3 separate regions of the Zea mays genome follow, and regions 1 and 3 are each linked to region 2. Evidence: chromatin contacts called from public Hi-C data. All regions are on one chromosome and are shown on one strand. The core of a region is the stretch at or near the end of the contact, and the rest is flanking DNA. Distances in the headings are between cores, read along the strand shown.

The links. Hi-C and Micro-C count contacts between places; a contact is called where the count stands out from the background.
Region 1: a Hi-C map of ear shows a contact between it and region 2, with 1.7 times the contacts expected there. The contact joins the promoter of LOC103631785 here to the promoter of LOC103631787 in region 2. A contact is called at or near these places in 2 of 25 Hi-C or Micro-C datasets (bundle sheath and ear).
Region 3: a contact with region 2 is called in a Hi-C map of ear, with 5 times the contacts expected there. The contact joins the promoter of LOC100193685 here to the promoter of LOC103631787 in region 2. A contact is called at or near these places in 8 of 25 Hi-C or Micro-C datasets (ear, endosperm, leaf and 3 more) and 1 of 3 datasets of contacts at active chromatin or transcription factors (leaf).

The regions. Positions count from the first base shown.
Region 1 is chr1:16,252,985-16,256,999 of Zm-B73-REFERENCE-NAM-5.0, reverse strand. It overlaps LOC103631785 (AP2-like ethylene-responsive transcription factor CRL5), which reads left to right and starts at 1,381. Exons shown (of 8, transcript XM_008653284.2): 1 at 1,381-1,889; 2 at 2,660-3,278; 3 at 3,407-3,489; 4 at 3,619-3,627; 5 at 3,712-3,800. The coding sequence starts at 1,679.
Region 2 is chr1:16,599,446-16,603,569 of Zm-B73-REFERENCE-NAM-5.0, reverse strand. LOC103631787 reads right to left here and starts at 2,208. Exons shown (of 1, transcript NM_001351081.1): 1 at 1,242-2,208. The coding sequence starts at 2,129. The coding sequence ends at 1,485. It overlaps LOC100383364, which reads left to right. Exons shown (of 17, transcript NM_001327773.1): 14 at 1-163; 15 at 405-536; 16 at 621-771; 17 at 872-1,270. The coding sequence ends at 990.
Region 3 is chr1:16,339,280-16,343,629 of Zm-B73-REFERENCE-NAM-5.0, reverse strand. LOC100193685 reads left to right here and starts at 1,505. Exons shown (of 15, transcript NM_001138777.1): 1 at 1,505-1,634; 2 at 1,753-2,208; 3 at 2,336-2,420; 4 at 2,508-2,567; 5 at 2,668-2,720; 6 at 2,889-3,028; 7 at 3,792-3,888; 8 at 3,979-4,036; 9 at 4,119-4,172; 10 at 4,261-4,350. The coding sequence starts at 1,582.

The sequences.
Region 1 (4,015 bases), core at 132-2,631, 350 kb after region 2:
ACTAACAAAAATATAATTTGATGGTGTATTTATGTAAACCGATCATCAGAGTGCAGGTGGCCTAGATCAAGGCCCCTACGCCCTAGCCATGTGGAACTTTATACTACATATAATTTTAGAGCCCTTAAACGAAGACCTAACTCTATAATTCGTCTATACGATGCCACAATAAACATTTGCTAATTATAAACTAATTTGTCTTAATAAATTTGTATCAACATTTAGTCTTCAATTATGTAATTAGTTTTCTAACTATATTTATTGTAATTACTATCAAGCATTCAATGTGACATCTACGGCTTTGTTGCGGATACGGCTTCTACAATATTTTGTCTTTATGGATTGCAGTTGCAGTAGTCCAAACAGTAGCGATTGCGGCTGCTACAATATTAGATGTTGTTTGGTTAATGAAATATAACATAAATGATAATGATTCACACTCGATTAACTGCAGCAGCAAGTTTGAATATGATGATATCAGTTTCTACTAGTGTGGTATTTGATTACGGTTATATTTTAAAAACATATGATTTAATGTTATGAGTTAACTAAACATATGGTTTAATGTTATAAGTTAACATTTACGTTCCAAACGTGTGAACAAAACAACAACTTTATTTATTTTTAAAATCTTGCAAAAGGTAAAGCGGTTCAAACTAGTACAGAAGAAGTAACCGGAAGAAGTGAAGTTCGGTCACGCACAAACGAGGGCTGTCCTGCAACACTCGATCGGTTACCGAGATGAAACATGCATGGGTACAGAGGCTCAAAAAAGCGTCCATCGAGAGTTGTTGTTGATCTCTGGATCACGAAATCACCTGAGAAGATCTGCGCGCATTTCCTCGCATGCATGCGGCACCTGTCGTGGATCGAGTTGGGCCGGCACGTGAGAGAGAGAGTCGTAGACTCGTAGTCGACGACGACGACGAACACAGACAAGAAGAGAGCCAGCCCAAGGCAAAAAGATAGAGCGAGACGACAGATGAGCCGTCACACATTCACACGCTAGGGCGCAGCCAGGCTAGCTAGCACAATAGCTCCTCGTGCCGCCAGAGGCTGGCAGGAGGGGCCCCGGCCCGGCTGAGCCGCTGGTGAGCTGCATGCCATGCCATGCCACACCCGCACTGGACACTGCAAGACGTTTCCACTGACGGATGGCACGGCACGGCATGGCGTCTGCGTGGCACGGCCCCCAAGACAAAAAGGAAAACGCCGGTCCACGGCGCTCGCATCTGTTGCATGCAATGCAATGCATAGTTGCACAGTTGCACTGCACACCGAAACCTTTTGTTTTGCATGGGCTCTTCTCGTCAAGCGAGTCGTCACCTACGTATGCTAAACGCTTCTTGGGCTGCTTGCAGCTCGCATTCATATCGTTGCCACCTACACAGCACTCCCCCCGTAGCCATATATAGCTTGCTCGCATAAACGTCAAAAAGGAGACTCTTTTGGCCCTCTTCCGGCACCGGCACCGGCACCGGCACCAGCGCCAATCTAGCTAGTCAGTTTAGCTTCGCTCCTTCGCTTGCTTGCAAGTAACAGCCTCTCTCGTGTCCAAAAAGAAAGTCTTTCTCTGGAAAGGAGAGAAGGATCATCATCACCAGGATCAAGAAAGAACTCGTCGATTCCTTACCCCTTCCGTCTTCTTCTGATCTCAGCTCTATCCACTAGCTAGGAGATGGACATGAACAACGGGTGGCTTGGCTTCTCCTTGTCTCCTTCGGCAGCGAGCAGGGGCGGCTACGGCTACGGCGACGGAGGCGGCGGAGCGAGCGCGAGCGCGTGCGGGGATGGAGAGGGCTCTTGCCCCTCGCCTGCCGCGGCTGCCTCGCCTCTCCCTCTCGTGGCCATGCCGCTCGATGACTCTCTGCACTATAGCTCTGCTCCAGGTAAACTGCATGCACGCTTATTACTATGTCTGTAGGGTACAGAGGAAGCAGCTTATTTTCCTTCTTTTTTTTGGGTTATGATCGACGCCGTGCGGCGGCGGTACTGGTGTTTGTGGAGCACAACTCCTTTCCTTTTGTCAACACTCTTCTTCCTGGCACTGTTTGTTGCCAACATGGGGGGCGTGTTTGGTGGGGCTCCGCCGGCCCCCGCTTCTTCTTCACCGGAGCCGCGGAACCACAGAGCTGCGCGTTTCTCCTTCTATGGCCATCGGTTGTTGCCGCTCCGGTGTCGGGCATATATATGTCTCTGTTTCGAGAACTTCGGCTAGCTAACAGTACTACCAGAATCTTGAAATCATGCGTCTCCTATACATGTATTCTTCACTCGAGAGCTTGGTGTTAAAAAAAACTAAATCTTAGTTACCAAGATTCAGTGGGAACTGGCAACCGATTTCGTCACGACATGCTAAGTGAAGCAAAAGGACAAACTCTTCTTTGGTCTCCGGAATGATCTTGGATTGTGTTCAATTATTCACATTACTTTTAATAAAAACAAAAAAAGATCAGTTAGTACCAGTTGTTTACATTAGGGAAGGCCGGCCGGGCAACTTGCTGCTGTTTGTGAAGTCTCAGTGAACGTAAGGCAGCACCTGCGCTGAACTGCACTGCACTCCACAGCACTCGTTGGCCTTGGCCCATGTCGCGCGCTCTCTCGAAAAGGAGGCATCATTTCATTGAGCATGTCCGTTCTTTGTACCGTTCCTGTGCAGATTGGAGGCACGGCGCAGCAGAAGCCAAAGGGCCCAAGCTCGAGGACTTCATGAGCATCACTTGCAGCAACAAGAGCAGTGGCCGCAGCCTCTACGACAGCTGCGGCCACCACGACGACGAGCAGGCCAGCAAGTACCACGAGGTCCACGGCATCCACCCCCTCTCGTGCGGGTCGTACTACCACGGCTGCATCAGCAGCGGCGGCGGCGGCGGAGGCGGCATTGGCCTGGGGATCAACATGAACGCGCCGCCCTGCACCGGCGGGTTCCCGGACCACCAGCACCACCAGTTCGTGCCGTCGTCGCACCACGGCCAGTACTTCCTGGGCGCCCCAGCCGCAAGCGCGGGCCCGCCAGCAGGCGCAGCAATGCCGATGTACAACGCCGGCGGCGGCAGCGTTGTCGGCGGCTCCATGTCCATCTCCGGCATCAAGTCCTGGCTCCGGGAGGCCATGTACGTGCCTCCGGAGCGACCGGCGGCGGCTGCGCTGTCGCTCGCCGTGACGGATGACGTCCCGCCGGCCGAGCCGCCGCAGCTGCTGCCGGCGCCGTTGCCGGTGCACCGCAAGCCCGCGCAGACGTTCGGGCAGCGGACGTCGCAGTTCCGTGGCGTCACCAGGTTGGCCTTAGTTGATGTGCTGCGCGCATCAGCGCATGCATGCGTACATGCTCAGGATCTCGCAACGTCGTTCCTAGCTTGATCGATCGTCCTGATGCGTGCGTGTGTCTAAATGGATCTATCTGCAGGCACAGATGGACCGGGCGGTACGAGGCTCACCTGTGGGACAACACTTGCAGGAAGGAAGGCCAGACTAGGAAAGGGAGGCAAGGTGAGTGAGAGCTTAGCATCCAATTCCATTTTCTAGCCTCCTCAATGTTTGGCTGAATGCATTCGATTCGAACGTTAACTCACCTTCTTGTTCTTGCAATGCCAATGCAATGTCAACAACGACGAGCAGTCTACCTAGGTGAGCTACTGCAAGCCTCCTCCTAGCTGTTTGTTGCTCCACATGCTCACCACCATGTCTTTGCTATGACTGTGGCTGCTCTAGGCGGCTATGACAGGGAGGAGAAGGCTGCGAGGGCTTATGACCTGGCAGCTCTCAAGTACTGGGGCCCCTCGACTCACATAAATTTCCCGGTACGTTTACTGATGGCTCCCTTCGTCCCCTTCTCACGGCGACCTTAATTTACTACTAACTCCATGCATGAAATTAAGAAAAAGGGCCCTGTAGCTCAACGTAGGGGGCCGGCGCAGGCCTCGTTCTTCACTATTCATCGTCCATGCGCTCTTTATTCTTGCATTTGATGAATGGCTGGTACACGTTTCCTGATCCACTGACCTCCGATCTAAAT
Region 2 (4,124 bases), core at 959-3,458:
AAGCATTACAACGTTCCTGCTGTCAGGGGATAGGGGAGAAGCAGTGACAAGCATTGGGAGGACCATTGGAATCAGGAATGAAAACATAAAGTCTTCCCTGACTCCGCAAGACAAAGCAAGCATTATATCAACTTTGCAAGCGAAGGGACACAGAGTTGCAATGGTAATGAAATCCAATGCTCTATTGGTGTTCTATCATGGACAGGTCAAATATCCACACTTATGATTCATAGACCAAAAGTATAGCCCAAAATTTGAGATAATAGACAAAGTAGTTCAGAATTGCTCACTGGAACTGGAAACTTCGTGTCAAGTACTTGACTACATGTCTATTTTTTAACTTTACTTTTTTTACCTGCATGGATTCCTAACAACATTGACTTGTTGTACTCGCTGTTGTCTAGGTTGGTGATGGAATAAACGATGCCCCGTCTTTAGCAGCCGCAGATGTTGGAATAGCCATGCGAACTCATTCAAAAGAGAACGCTGCCTCTGATGCAGCTTCAGTTGTTCTACTAGGCAACAGACTTTCTCAGGTAAGGTTCTTTCCTGTAATGTTTCTTTCTCTGAGTAACTCAACTCAAGTGCCATTAACGGGGATCAAACAATCTCCTGTGCAGGTGGTAGATGCGCTATCCCTGTCGAAGGCAACGATGGCAAAAGTTCACCAAAATTTGGCCTGGGCAGTGGCATATAACATAGTAGCCATTCCAATTGCCGCTGGAGTGCTGCTGCCACAATATGATTTCGCCATGACACCATCTCTCTCAGGTAATGTTTACTGAGGACAACTACGTGCTTTGTCTGTTACGCCATGTTTTGGTACATCGAACTTTAGTAACGATGCTATATTTGGCGGTTTATCATGCAGGGGGGTTGATGGCCCTTAGCTCAATCTTTGTTGTCAGCAATTCTTTGCTTCTGCAGCTGCATGGGTCGTTTCAGAACACAGAAAAACGGCAGGGTGATCTGAGCTCAAGATTAAACTGAATTGTTGGGTTTAGTTTGACCCAGCCGAAGGACAGTGGTATTGAATTATAGAGGGTTCTGATACTGGTTTTCCAGCTCCGGCTAATTGAACTGAGTCAGAACTATAAGTAGCAAGCTATTCGTGTCAGTAGTAGCATGTTCCTGTACTGTTTGTCAACCCAACTATAGTAGCAAGTATGACCCAGAAGGACAATAATCTACCACGGCCTTCAAAAACATTGTAAATTAGTAATGGTACTGCTGTAAGCCTGTAAACAAAGTTAAGGCGTATGACTATCGTTCATGGTCTAGCAATGTGCAACAAGCTATAAGCTTCATTTCACACAGGTATGGGAAGTTCAGTCAACAGAACTAGTCGAATAGCAAGCAGTACACATAGCAACTATGGCCACACTATAATGGCAATCATACCCCTGAACAATAGCATAGCTAGGAGATTACTGGCGATTCTTCTACTTCTACTTCTACTTCCATGTGTTGGTTGTTCTAGGCTTCTAGCACTCTTCGTATCCATCGTTGTTGGCCCAGTGCACCTTCTTGCCGCTGCTGCTCCGCATCACCTTCTCGTCGACGGCCTTCACCCCGGCCTCCGCAGCTGCCGCCGACTCGGCCTGCACACGCGCCATCTTCCTCCCTCGCTTTCTCGCCGCGGCCGCCTTCTCCGTCTCGGCCTCCTGGTACTCCCTCGCCCAACGCCGGCTCAGCACGCATGTTGCAGCTAGCGCGACGGCCTGCGCCATGAACATGGCCAGCAGCAGTAGCTCCTCGAGGAACGCCAGCACGAACTGCTCCCGGCGATCCCTGGCGGAGCCGAGGAGGCGGAGGCTGTGGTCGTGGCGGAGGAAGAAGGCCAGGGAGGCCAGTGCGTGGCCGGACAGCGCGGCGAGCGCGAGCGCCGTGCTCGCGGCGAGGCAGAGGTGGGTGAGCTGCGCGTGGAGCGCTGCGAGTGCGGAGAGCAGGGTGGTGGCGTGCACGGAGACGAGCGCCCAGCCGAAGGGCGTCGGCCGCGGGCGGAGGAGGAAGACCGGGCCGAGCGCGGCGGCGGCGAGGACGAGGAGGGAGAGGTTGAGGAGCCAGACCAGTAGGTTGGGAAGAGAGGAGCATCTCCGTAGGCTCGAGTTCTCGGTGGCGGACGCCATTGCTTTACTGGGTGCTTGTGTTCTCAGTGCGACAGTGATCGTGTGAGTCTGATCTGTTGCTGAATGCTGAGTTCAGAGGAGCGGGGAAGTGCGTGGCGCGTGGGGTAAGGTTTATACAGAGTGGGAAGACTGACCGTTGAGCAGAGCAACGGCTAAGTCGGCGCCGGGAGTGTGGAGCCTATGATTACTGTCTCCTAGTCCTAGTTCACCGTGCTCGAGGAGCCAGTTGCCATCAGCATGGAAGTTAGCTTTAGGTTAAAAGAATAAAAAGTTGATTGAATTGGACAATTGGTTCCACTGCAAATGGCAGTACGTCTCGAGTCGTGTTTACTGTTTAGGGACATAATTGCAAAAAAAAAAATCAAAGAATATGTTACAGCCCCTCTACCACCCGCGGATACACCACAGAAGCCGCCCCTTCGTCGCGAGCCTGGAAGAAGAGAGCGCCGTGCCAACGTTCGACTGGCGGGCCCGGAGTGGAAGTGACCTGTGCGTGTCTGTCGCGTGGGGCTGCGTCCTCATGGTGTGTGCCTCTGGCTATCTGTAATAAGTAGTGAACTCTGCCTTGGGCGAGGTATCAAGAATCTGAACAATAGAAAACTCTGAATAGAGCTCCTTGTTCTCTCCTATCTCTGTCTCCTACCTCTGTCTTCTCCTACCTCCATATCCCATACCCTAACAAATTGGTATCAGATTCCTTCGTTCCTCGGCCGTCGCATCCATGGCGTCCCCTACACCTTGACGCGCAGCTCACTCAAGCGCTGGAACAACAGACCCACGCCATTCTCGCTGAGCTCGATAAAAGGTTCACGGCGATCGACTCCAAGTGGGAACTCCACGTCGGCATTCTGGAGTCCCAGGCGGCGGAATTCGCTCACCACTCCGACGAGTTCGCCTCCGCCATCCGCGCGGACGTCGAAGCCCACCTTTCGGCGGCCGATGCGGATCTCACCGATCGGGTCCGCTACTGGGAGGCAACTACCGGTGCACGCGTCACCTCCCTCGAGTCCACCCTGCACGTGTTCGAGGCTTGGCGCCCCCGAATGGAATCCTCAGTCGAAGCCCTACAATCCACCATGGATTCAGTTTGCGCTGAGCTGTCCAAAGTGGAGATCCGGTGGTCACATGGGGCGCGCGTCGAGGGCTTCTCCAAGCCCGGCATCCTCGGCACGCGTGGATCGGCACCGGTGGGCTCCTCTGCCACCGTTGAACACACTGACGGCTCACGTTTTGGGCCCCGCTTCGTTTCTTCTCACCGGGAATGTGGATTTGGGCCCCCTGTGGCCGATCTCCACTACCCGGTCAAGGGTACGTGGTCACCTAACGCACCTGCTTCGTTTGAGTTTCCAATTCATCATGATCTTAATTCTGGAAAGCTAGATCGTCGGGGGGAACTGAGTAGAGAATTGGGTGATCTTGAAAGGGAAATGTGTCCTTGGGCCATTTCTAAGTATTTTGGTGATTGAGTGCCAACACAAGTGCTTCTGTGTTAATCTATGCAAAGTGGTGGACAAAGTGCAAATCATGTCAAAAGGTATGTTTCTAGACTTAGTACATTGTTTTATGGACTAATGTATTGTGTCTAAGTGCTGGAAACAGGAAAAATCAAGTTAGAGAAGAGATGGCTTTGTTCTGCCAAAGTCTGCTCAGTCTGGGTGCATCGGACTGTCCGGTGGTGCACCGGACAGTGTCCGGTGCGCCAGACTGGCTCTGGCGAACTTGCTGCTCTCGGGACTTCGACGGCGGTGTACGGCTATAATTCACCGGACTGTCCGGTGGTGCACCGGACTGTCCGGTGAGCCGTTCACAGGCGAACTCGTCGCTCTCGGGAGATGATTAACAACGTACGACTAAAATTCACCAGACTGTCCGGTGGAGCACCGGACTGTCCGGTGAGCCAACGGTCGACTAGGCCAACGGTCGACCAGGCCAACGGTCGGCCGCGCGATCTGCGCGGGACACGTGGCCGAGCCAACGGCTAGATGGAGGCACCGG
Region 3 (4,350 bases), core at 256-2,755, 260 kb after region 2:
GTGATCATCAATACCTTCAACATTAACATCTCTACATCTTGTACAAATAGTGACATGTTCAACAGTAGATGTAGAGGGTTTGTAAACATTCAATTCTTTAATCTTAGCATTTAAATTATCATTCTCAATTCTAAGACTATAAATTGAATCATTGCACATGCTAAGCTCCTTAGACAAATTTTCACATTTTTCTACTTCTAGAGCATAAGCATTTTTTAATTTAACAAATTTTTTGTTTTCATTAACGAGCAAGTCTTCTTGACATTCCAAGAGATCATCCTTATCGTTAATGGTTTCTATTAATTTATTCAATTTTTTATTTTGGTCCATGTTAAGGTTGGCAAAGAGAGAAATTAAATCATCATTATCATCACTAGTGCTACCCTCATCATCAGATGTAGTGTATTTGGGGATATCTCTAGAATGTACCTTCTTCTTCTTGCCGTCCCTAGCCATGAGACACTTGTGGTCGACGTTGGGGAAGAGAAGTCCCTTATTGACGGCGATGTTGGCGGCGTCCTCGTCGGAGTAGGAGTAGGACGAGCTCTCGTCGGAGTCCCATTCCCGCCCCATGTGCGCCTCACCGCCCTTCTTGTAGTACTTCTTCTTCTCCATCTTCTTATTCCCTTTCTTGTCTTCGTCCCTGTCACTTTCACTAGAATATGAACATTTAGCTATAAAGTGACCGGATTTACCACACCGGTAGCACACCTCTTGGAGCGGGGCTTGTAGTCCTTTCCTCTCCTTTGCTTGAGGATCTGACGAAAGATCTTAATGATAAGAGTCATCTCCTCGTTGTCGAGCTTGGAGGCGTCGATTGGTAGTCCACGTTCGCTTGCGCTCTTAATGATAAGAGCCTGGCAGAAACCCGAGAGTGGCCTATTCGCTTGCGCTTAGGCCTGGTGCATCCGGTGCACACCGAACACTATCTGGTGCGCTATTTTTCAGCACACTCTCAAGTCTTGCTCCAAATAAATTTGAGTCCTCAACTGAATTTCTTTTTTGGTTTGTGTTGAACCTTATGCACCTGAGATAAATGACATCTTGACAAACTAGTTAGTCCACGTGGTTTGTGATGGACGTCAAACACCAAAATCGATTATAGGAAATGATTAGATCAATTTTCCTTTCAAATATCTCATCAAACCTTGGGTTATGAACATCTACTCCATATCTCAATTTCTCAAACTCTAAAATATAAGACTCCAAACTATCTTACTGCCTTAAGGACATCAACCTCCTTAATGCCCTAGGATAAGCATTAAGGAGGTATGTGTGGTGGTTATTTCGATTATTCTCTTCTCATACTCTTCAAATGTGATTACAAGTATTTATAGACCCTAATCTAGACCTAACCGCCTGGTTCTATTACAAGGTTTGGAACCCTAACGGGCCAGCCCAACAGTACTTTCACTAATCCCTGCTCTTCAATCGACTTACTCAAATAACTGATACTCCCTAAAAGCACAAGAATCAGCAACACATACAACTCACATAGTGCTAACAGAACCCGACGGGATTCAGGTTGACGACGTGACGGCGGAACCCCCTTCGACCCCTGCTCCACGGGGAGACGTGGAGATGATGACCGAGGACGAGAAGGAGAAGGCCAGATTGTTTCTGCCTGATTTGAGGTGAGCGATAGATTCAACTGATCGATTTTGAGTTCTTATACCTTCACCCGGGCTCAGTTATTTACATTTCATCAAAGCTCCACATGCTAATTACCTTTACCTTGCTGTGAATGTGAAGGCGAAGCCCCACTTCTAGTTCGCGGGGTCCGGCTGTGGAGGAGATGACTTCGAATGAATCTGTTAGCAGTAATAGCATCTCAAACTTTAAATGGGGTGCAACCAATAGGCGGTCTCGGACGCAGTTTAGAGGACAAGGAGACACTGAGATTTCGGCTCCAGCCTTAATTGGAAGCTCAGACAAAGGGATTTCTGGCCTCTCTGCTGGCACCTCAAAGGAGAAGAAAGGCACTGAAGAAACTCGTAGTGCACAGAACACAGGAGGTCCTCTCAGTCTCAACATCATCGATGGTGTTACGTCAGGTTCTCCAGTACCTAGTGCAGTAACCCCTAACTACTCAAAACATGATTCCACAGATTTAGGGCTTATTAGTTCTTCATCAAGTCCAGTAACAAGCGCACAACGGCCACTCCCAAGCTCCAGCGTAGGCTCAAACTCAAGAGAATCAAAAAAGAGGTAATAAAAGATTAAATCTTTTGTGACATTTATTTATGGGACCTTTCTGCAAAACCTGGTGTGAAAGGTGTTCTTTTACATGTCATTTTGAAATGATGCATAGCCTATCTTTTTTGCTTTTCCTCAGGGATACCGCTTTGCATCCACTGATTTTCAAGGAAGCTGGCCTTCCAGATAATACTTTGTTGACTTACAAGTTGAAGAACGGAGAGGTGCTCTGGATATTTACGTCCTTTTTTACGTTCATCATAAATTGTAGCCCACTCTTAAGAGGATTCATGATTCACTGATTTTTGTAGGCACTACTGCAAGGGTATAAGCAGGGAGCAGGTATTGTCTGCAATTGTTGCAATCAAGAGGTACAAAACTAATAATCACTCAGGAATTGTGTTTCTTAGGGTGCAATTATTCTGTTTGATGACCAATAATTAAGGTTTTGCTGTTCCCTTCTGACTGTAGGTTTCCCCTTCGGAATTTGAAAAACACGCTGGCATGGGGAAAAGACGACAACCGTAAGTACCACCATTTTTTAGAAGAAATCGAGCTTATGCAAACTTATTACTTAGTAGAAGAACTAAAAGTTCAAAATGACATTCATTAACTTTTGTAATAATCTAGACTTAAAAAGAATTCTTGGGTGTTTGATTTTAGTTTTTAGTGGTGGAAATTTTATGTTTCAGGTATCAAAACATTTATACATCACAAGGATTAACACTCCATGATGTTGCTCTGCAACTGCATCATTTGAATTTGAATTCAAATGGATTTAGCAATGCTAGTGTTTCCAGCTTCAGTGACTACCCAAACCTTACTTCTTCAGGTAACTTAATGGGTGTTGTGTAATACGTATGCTGAGGATAGCAATGTCGTTTTCAAGCCAGTGCTCTCATATTCTTGGTGGCTTTACTATTATCATCCTTCATTTCTTTTGCTTTACTGCTTCCATTCTTGCTGTGCCAAGAGCTTGCAATGTCATCTACTGTTGTCTTGAGATGGATACAGTATTGTCGTATACCGTTTGTCATTTGCTCTAGATGGTGTTTTATCTGTATATAGAGATTTAAAGTTTAGCTTTTTTTCTAAATGAAGTTTCTTATTTCTTCTGCAATCATTGATGGCTCTGATGCTGGTTTTCCAAACCCTTTAAAGTTAAGTTATATTATGAACTGTGATTTGTTCCTTACCATCATTGTTTTTCCCACTTGCATGATTGCACTGCTGATTTACTATGTACAAGTGATTCCTCCAATTTTCTGTTCTTGTGTAAGCGGGTAGTCCACTTGGTTTATGTACTTTCTGTTGATACTGTACTTTTCAAACATCTTTATAAGTGAGCAGAGTAATAATAGTTATGCTCGACTTTCACATTGTCCAGACACAAGAACTGACTTTGTTGGCCACAGTATTCAGTAGGCCTTTTTTTGCTTCTTTCATGACAGAGTTTATTTTGAAGAATAAGTTATTTAGGTTTAAGATTGTATTACTTTTAGGCAAGGAGGGAGTGATCATAGAGCTTTATGTTTCAGCAAATAATTTGGAGTCTCTTTGTGCTGTGCCAATATAATCGGTTCTTTTTATCACAGGTTGTGGCAAAGAACCTTCTGTCAGTGGACCTATTGTCCCCCTGAAACGGACTTTACAAGAAAGAGTGGTCCAAACAGAGAGTTGCTATTTCTGTGGGTAAGATACTATCATAAGCATTTTTTATCGGTAGATTAATAGGACTATTAACTCTTTTGTATGAAAATTTGCATCTGTACATAATGTCAGGTATGGCCACACAGAGCTTGGAAAAATTGATCCAAACATGATTGTCTTCTGTAACCAGGTCTGTTCTGTTTATGCTTAGTGTGTCCAACGTATTGCCTTCAATAGATTGTTGCTTGTGAATTATGCCTTGTTGTTTGCAGTGTGAGAGACCATGCCACGTGAAATGTTACAATAGTAGAGTTGTAAAAAAGAAGGTTTGTGACCTTTTCATCACTTACATAGACGAAAGGAAGGCCTGGCATTGTGAAGGAATGAGCTGAATGGTTAGATTGAACATTTCAGGTGCCTCTGGAAATTTTGAAAGACTACTTGTGTTTTCACTTCTTGTGCTGCCAAGAATGTCAGTCACTTCGTGTCCGTCTAGAAGGAATG